2 separate regions of the Zea mays genome follow, and region 1 is linked to region 2. Evidence: chromatin contacts called from public Hi-C data. All regions are on one chromosome and are shown on one strand. Each heading gives the region's core, a stretch centred on a gene start, on an enhancer-like site or on the middle of the called end of the contact. The rest is flanking DNA. Distances are from core to core; before and after follow the strand shown.

Region 1 (3,962 bases), core at 583-3,082, 87 kb before region 2:
AATTCAGTATTGTAGGAACAGCATGTGAAGTTTGAGGAGGTGAAGGATGTACAATAGGAACAGCAATTTGAAATTTTGAAAAAAGGCGGGAAAACATTTTCACTGGCGGTTCCTTAAGAAAACCGCCAGTGAAAATGCACTTTTCACTGGCGGTTCCTTAAGAAAACCGCCAGTGAAAATGCCCTTTTCACTGGTGGTTCCAAAATAACCGCCAGTGGAAATGCTGATTTCCACTGGCCCCTAGCACTGGCGGAACTGAGAAACGCCAGTATAAATACGTTTTCAACCGCCACTACAGAGCTTCTGTGTACTAGTGGAAGATACTTTATTTAATTGCGTGAATAACGACTTGCACAAACGACGACACACACGATTAGCACGCGCGATCAACACACACACGACGCGTGACAACGCGTGCGAACAGCAAGCGCGACCCGCGAGAATGACGCACGACGACGCAGGCGAACAGCACGCGCGTATAGCGCGTGACGATGCCCACGAACAGCGCGACGACACGAGAATCACTATATTTATCGGTTTATACTAAAGCATGGCCCACAATTAATTAATTATAATTAACTAAAGCATGAGGTACGACAAAATAATATTTTTAACGTGTACACGATATTATTGTGAAGGTAAAACAATTAGAATAAAGTAAATCGAACGACCATAAAAGTTAACGTGTATTTACTGAACCGTTGATTTAATATTGTGCGCGCGACAAGCGACAATGTGCAAAAACGGCACGCGGCAACGCATGCGAATAGCTCGCGCGACGACACGCGCGACAACACGCGAAACAGCGCAACGCGCGAAAGGCACGCGATTCAGCGCGTAGCAACACGCGAGAATCACAATTAGATATCGTGTTTATACTAAATAAGTATTAATTCAAAAACATTTGTATAGATATAATCCTATTAACATATATAAATAAAGCGTGACTAAAACAATAAATAGTTTAAGTAAACTACTAATTTAATAACTCAGATAAATAAATAATCAACTAATTAATTAAAACGCGTATCGCGACAAAATAATGTTACTAACATGAGTGATTATAAGTGAACGATTTAATCTCACGCTCGGATAACGCGCGATACACGCGAACAACACGTGGCAAGGCGCGTGACACAAGCGTAGGAACAGCACTGCGACACGCGCGAATGATACACGAAAATCATTAAATAGATGCCATGTTTATACTATACAATTATTAAAAAAATCCAATTTAGTACTGACCCTATCAGCATTTATTTAAAAGGGGCAAGTTAAAAGCTACTAATTAGATTTGATTAGAGAGCTAATTTAACAATGTTAATTCAGCTAACATTTAATTAATTATATAAAACATGCTTAACGGTGAAACATTAGTATTAACACGTAGACTACGCTAATACGAATATATCGTGAATAGAACGGAATAAATCAGGTTTATAACTCAAAAGTAATCAAATATTTATTAATCTCGGATTAACGATGACGTGGCATGATTCTATGGCTGGAAAATGGCCACAATGAGGACCACAAAGAGGGTAGTCATAAAGCATCCTTTCCAACCAATAACTAATAGAAATATTGGCACATGGCCATGCATACGGGGGAAGATCATTTTCTGACGCGCATTTTGCTTTTGGGTTGCATGCGACGTGCATGCGGATGGAGTGGATGTGAGCCTGCTCTCCTTTTCCGTGGTGCAGGAACGAAAGCACGGCCTCACGCATGCAACAAAGGAAAAACAAACAACGCGGGATTGTGGCGTATAGGTGGGGCCAACGCATGGTTTCACTTTTGACTTCTTCTCTGTTGAACGGCACGCACGGCAAGCGGTTCTGCCAGCCAGGGGAAGGGGGCGCGGGTCAGGCTGGGCCCGACGAGCACGCCGGCGGCGCTAGCTGTGGCCGCGCGCAGGGGTTTCGGCCTAGGGAGTGGAGCGTGGAGGGTGCTGGAGATGGCCACGCCTGCTGCGACAAGCACGCCGGAATGGAGAGAAAGAGAGATCGTCACGGGAAAAGGAGGAGGAGGAAGGGGCTCACCTCGGGACGGTGCACGACGAGGAGGGAGGAATGGGTGCGCAGAAGCTTTGACGTGACCGCGCAACGGGAGGCTACGCCAGCCATGGCTGCTCGGAGCGTGGTGATGCGAGGATCTGCAGGGGGCCATGGGTGGTTGGCCGTGCGCAAGGGAGCTCGGCCGAGCCCAGGACTCCAAGCCGCGAGCGCACTGCCGGGGACTTAGTCGCACGCCATGGCTGCACGACGGGGCTGCGCACAGAGGAGCTCACCACGGGGACGAACGACGACTCCGGCGAGGCGAGCTTGGACGCCAGCGAGGACGGGGGCGCTGGGCGGGGTGGTGCGCATGGAGGTGGTGGCTGGGAGCGTGAGGCACGCAACGCGGCTGGGCGAGCGGTTCTGCTCGCGCGCCAGGGCGCTGGCCGAACGGCGAAGTGGGCGAGATGGGTGGGGGAAGGCGGTTTGGAGAAGATGAATAGGAGATGGGGCGACCTGGTGAGTGGGGCCCACACGCAGGCGGCGGCGCTGGGTGGCTCCCTGGCTAGAGCGTGCGGTGCTCAGCTCGAGCACTGGGCCGCACGAGGCCGAACGGGCCGGCGGGGCAGGCCTGGGTGGGGAGCATGGGAGGGGGTATTGGGTTTATTTTCTCTTTTTATTTTTCTCCCTTTTCTCTATTTGAATATTGTTTTAAGTTTTGAATTCAAGTTCAACCACGCTCTGCGAGTTTAAATAGATGCACACCAAAACAAATCATCGTACAAAAATAGATGTATTCTGGCATAATGCAATAATCATTATTACCTTTAGGGTTTTGTTTACTAGGCTTACGCCTATATACATAACAAAATAACTCTACAATATTTAGGAAAATAAAAAGAAAAGCAAGGACAAGAGAGGGTAATACCTGAATTTGATGGATATCAAAGAAAAAAATTTATACCCTAAATTCAGGGTGTTACAGACGCGCACGGGAGCAAACAGCAGAATCGGCTGGGGAAAATATATTTGCGCGCGCAGGAAGGGGCTAGGACGAAGGAGAACGCGCGCAGGGAGAGCTGAAGACCGATCCGAGCCGGAGGTTGGCCGGAACGCGACCACGGAGGGGCTCGACAGAGAAGATTGGAGCTGGGGAAGGGAACGCCGAGCTGAGCGCGCGCGCAGGGGTAAAACGCCGGTGAGCCGGAGAACTGCGCGGCATGGCGAGGGAGGAAAACAGAGGGATGGCTGGGCGCCGAATAGGAAACCGCTGTGCTGGGGCGAGCAGGAAGGACGCCGGCAGAGGGTAGAAATGGAGCACCGCGGCGAGCAGGGGAAACGGCGGCCGAGCAGGAGCTGGAGCACGCCGGACCTAGGCGAGCAGCTAAGGAAGCAGAGAGGAGTTCCAAGCTGCCAGCGGCGGCTTGAGATAATCACGGGGAGAGATGAGCGTCCGGGGAGCTGACGTATACTGGATAAGGAGGAGGCGGTAGAAGAAATCCTACAGCTGATGGCAGATATTTGTTTCTAGGAGAATCCGATCGTGGGTGCAGGGCGCCGGACCTCGACGGGCGGGCGGGCGACGAACCCGCAGGAAGCTTCCTGCCCCGGATGATGAGCGGCTGAAGACAACCCGGACTACAGCAGAAAGTCGAGCTCGCGAGAGGATCAAACAACGGTGAGATTTTTCTTCCCAGAACCAAAGCGCTAGCTTATAATGTGAGAAGAAGTCGTACGAAGCTTTGCTCCAAATATCCCAACACATGCACAGAGATACGGACGGTGGAGATATTCAACCACATTAGAAAGATAAGAATGCCAGGGTGTAAACGATGGGAGAGATAATATTTTTTTTTTGTTATTATATAATCTCTTCTCATTTGTAGTTTACCATAACATTTATTACTCACAGGATTATGGTGCGATTTGATTAGAAGTTAAACTATAAAAGTTTGAATAGTTTAAACT
Region 2 (4,128 bases), core at 87-2,586:
CACAGAAAACACTGCCGAGGTTGTTTCTTTCGCTCTCCCGAAGGCTCTCGCCATCGCTCGATCGGTTTTGGAAGGATCCTGGGCATTTCGGTGCCCAGAGACCAGAGACTCCCGACTACACAATTGAAATCTACTGGAACACGCAGCTACTTCCAGTCTACCAGACAGTAGTAAACGCGGCAGGTCTTGTTCCAACTTGTGGCCGCCGGGACGTAGTCACTGAAACTGCGTGCATCGTCGTCACCCTCGTCGGCAACCAAACGAAACGTACGAGCAGCCGGCCGACGGGCCAGAACAAGGGGGAAACGAATAGTAGTACGAAACAAAACCCGGCAAGAACTTGCCAGCTATGCCCACGAGGGAGGCGCCGCATCCGTCCGTCCCCGCGCACATGCCGCGGTCCACGCCGCCCGCACTGTTGCCGCCGAGGACCAGCCAGCCAGCCGCGAGCCGGCGCCGCGACCACGGCATCGGCATCCCCTGCCTGGAGTCCCCCTCTCCGTCTCCGTCACCCGGGCGGGCCCCCCGCCAGCCGCCAGCGCGGGCCGACGCGCCCAATTAGAGATGGCAACGGGTACAAACCCGCTGGGTTTTGCCGTCCCAAACCCGTACCCGTGAAAAATATCTATGCCCATTAAAAAACCCGTACCCATGACGGGTTTGAGATTTTGCCCAAACCCGTACCCATCGGGTTAACAGGTACCCATGGGTTACCCGCGGGTTTCATCTCCAATATACTTATCTTCTCATAATCAATAAGTATCGTAATGATTAATGATATCATGATCCAAAATCTATGTAATGAACAACGAGTTCATGATTTGGTATAAAAATTATTAGTAGAGAGAATGAAATACAAATAATAAGTTGTATAATTAAGTGACCTTGCACTAAGTTATCCATCCACCACATATATAACGCTAGTAAAAAAATATAATAGCAAGCAAGCAACACTCTCACCGACTACTGATACATTCACCAATTGGTAAAAATTATGAAGTAAATAAGGAATAATAAGTTTGTTGTTCGTTTATAAAATAAAATGACAATATGCACTAGGTTTGGTCGGGTTTAAAAAACCCACGGGTTCACGGGTTTGGATACTGTAGGAACAAACCCGTACCCATAAACCCGCTGGGTACAGATTTATGCCCATTAACAAACCCATGGGTATGAAAATTGGACTAAACCCGTACCCTAATGGGGTAAAAACCCATCGGGTTTTGGGTTTCGGGTACCCATTGCCATCTCTACGCCCAATCATCTCATCCATCCCCACCCCCACGCAGTAAACAAAACAAAACACACCCCGTGCCGTGTCTCGGGCAACGTCCCAACTCCCAAGGCGAGCGAGAGCCAGCCCACCATTTTTACGCCCGCTCTGTTTGCGTTGCGTCTTGCGTGCTCCCCTCCTTCCCTGCCTACTGCTCTACGCACACGCAGCCACTACTTGCCTTGCCAGTTGCGTCGCTGCTCATCCCAGACTCCCAGCCCCAGTCCCGTACCCCAACCATCTCCTCTGTCTCCGCCTCGTCGCTTCCGCCCACTCTTCCTCGCCGCTGCCTCACGGCCCCATTGCTCCGAGCGCGGCGCCGGTCGCGATCCGACCGGGGGTGCGCGGCGCCGAATGGTGTGATCGACCCCGTCGGGAATTGGGATCGAGGTCATGCAGCGGGCTCCGGAGCGCCGCCGCGGCGCCGGGCCGCTCCTGCTGCTGGCGCTGCTCGTCGCATTGGCGGCCGCGCCCAGACTCGTGCGCGCGGTCACCGACGCTACCGACGGTACGCTCGTGCTTCCCCTCCCCGTCTCGTCTGCGCTGCTCTGCTCGCAGCGAGCTGGTTCCGTGGACCGCTTCGCCACCGCTCGATCGCGCGCTGGTTTGGTTTGGAGTTTTGTTTTGCCGGCGCAGGTGGGTTGCTCCGGTCTTGTCGGTGGTACTGTACTGTACTGCGAAGCGAAGCACCCAAGCAGGGCGCGGAGATCGGATTGATTCTGTGCGGCGCTGACGTGCTCTGGCGCAGCTGCCAGCTGGGGGAGCTGCGGCTCGCGTTGCTCTCGCGCTCTTGCTTTCTCGCCTGCCCGGTGCCCGCCCACCTGTAGTTAAGGATATGTGCGGTGCGGCGCGGTGAAATTATGTCGGTGCCGGCGCTGCTGTGTGGTGTGTGGGTGACAAGTCACAAGTGGGGAATGATAAGGGCCTCTGCTTTTTATGGATTATTACAAGCTCAGTTTCGGCTCCGTGAGAGTGAACCCGACATCCGAGCTCGCCCGCCCGGCGGCTAAGTAGTTGTCATGAAACCTGCAACCTCGCGTCTGCCTGCTACTGCAGCTGCTGCAGGGCGGCTGTAATTTGGATCGCCTTGGTGTTTTCAGCTGGTTTGTGCCACGCGGGGCCGTCGCTTTCGGCTGGGATAACGAAAGCAACCTTTGAGGCGTTATCGAAACGAGCTGTCTGTCTTGTGCTCCTGTCTTATCTCTTATGACAACAATGGCAGACGCGGATGGGCTGCTCGCGTGCTGGATCCGTGGATATTGATAACATGCAGATGCAGGGGAAAATGATGGTTTGCTAATTACGTTAGGCGTACTGGTAGCAGGATGGTTTGCTAATTACACTAGCAGTACAACACAAACAGCACGGGAGCTTTAACCGCACTACTTGTGTTAATTGTCACATTATGGTACTGCAGATTGTGCACGTAGTGAGGGCCCTACCCATGCTGGGATCCTAGGACGGTAGTCTAATTGACAATAATGTTGATTAGTGTGTAGTTGGTTCATTAGTCAATTGTTAAGTATTGACGTGGGATCATGTTCCTAAATTATTGAATTTAGATTCTTTGCAAGCGCAAAATCTTCTTTTATACTCTGTTTTAGGTCAGGTGTTGTGCAAGTGCAATGCAGGCAGTGTCGTTTTTTTCCCTAAGGGTTACTCAATGCTGATTGTTTCTTCACGCTTCTTTTATCATCTGTAGTCTCTGCCATAAACGGACTGTACATGTCACTGGGATCACCACTTCTACCTGGATGGACTGGAAATGGTGGAGACCCGTGCGGTGAGAGCTGGCAGGGTGTTGTGTGTACCGGCTCTTCCATAACTGGAATGTATGTCAGGTTCTTCATCGCATTTCCTGTTATCTATTGTATTTGTTTTACGTTTCACCATTATCAACTCACTGTTTTTAGAACCATGAATGCTGCAAACTTGGGAGGACAGTTGGGAAGTTTAGGAAACTTCACTGCCATCACCAGCTTGTAAGGATGTTCAAACTAAATCTGTTACTCATTATTCGAGGTTTTTCATTATATCCTTGTGCCATGATCAACACTGTGTTGCAGTCTGAATTAGAATATTTTCTACTGGTTGGGTTTGTGTTTATGACCTTTTTCGTAGACCGATTGAGTGTCTGACCAATAACTTTATTTTGTCTATAGAGAGCTTAACAACAATAATATTGGTGGAACCATACCGGAGGACCTACCTGTTACATTGCAGAGTCTGTATGTTCATCTATCATTTCTGCAGTCTCTTTTAGCCTTTGAGACCATTAATTTCATGGAATGATCTTTGTTTTCTCTTGCTACAGTTTCCTCTCTGCTAATCAACTTACTGGAAGCATCCCAAGTTCACTGTCAAAACTCGAAAACTTAACAGCCATGTAATCCCCCCTCTCTCTCTTATACGCAAGATCGTATTAATGCTAGTTTTGTATGTAAACCACATACTGTGTGATCCTTGTTTTCCCAGGTCAGTCAACGGCAACCATCTAAATGGAGACCTACCAGACACTTTTGATTCACTCAATAGACTTGTAAATTTGTAAGACGCATCCTATTTCCTACATTCACTCATTGGACTTGTAAATTTGTAAGATATGTGTGCAGATGTGGGTCAATATGATGTCTTCACCGACTGACCATACCATCTGTACTTGCTTTACAGGGATATTTCTTCGAACAACTTGAGTGGTGTGTTACCATCTTCAATGAAAAACCTGGCATCTTTGACTTCATTGTAAGTTTTCCTCTTTTGTGGCCTTTGTTTTGTTATTTTCCTATAATTTGTTTTCCCAGACTTATTTCCTTCTTTTCCACCTCTTCTATGATAGGCACATGCAAGATAATCAA

Evidence for each region. Hi-C and Micro-C count contacts between places; a contact is called where the count stands out from the background.
Region 1: a contact with region 2 is called in a Hi-C map of leaf, with 7 times the contacts expected there. The contact joins the enhancer-like site here to the promoter of LOC100381650 in region 2. A contact is called at or near these places in 2 of 25 Hi-C or Micro-C datasets (both in leaf).

The regions. Positions count from the first base shown.
Region 1 is chr9:110,850,596-110,854,557 of Zm-B73-REFERENCE-NAM-5.0, reverse strand. No RefSeq gene overlaps it. Among protein-coding and RNA genes, the nearest start is that of LOC100194137, 70 kb to the left of the region's middle. Within about 2 kb of position 1,832, at least 19 of the 20 cell types and tissues checked have an H3K27ac peak or open chromatin away from gene starts, as enhancers often do. A contact at or near this core is called in leaf, where this site is marked.
Region 2 is chr9:110,762,907-110,767,034 of Zm-B73-REFERENCE-NAM-5.0, reverse strand. It overlaps LOC100381650 (putative STRUBBELIG family receptor protein kinase), which reads left to right and starts at 1,336. Exons shown (of 17, transcript NM_001354721.1): 1 at 1,336-1,781; 2 at 2,976-3,105; 3 at 3,187-3,255; 4 at 3,436-3,501; 5 at 3,588-3,659; 6 at 3,749-3,820; 7 at 3,944-4,015; 8 at 4,110-4,128. The coding sequence starts at 1,667.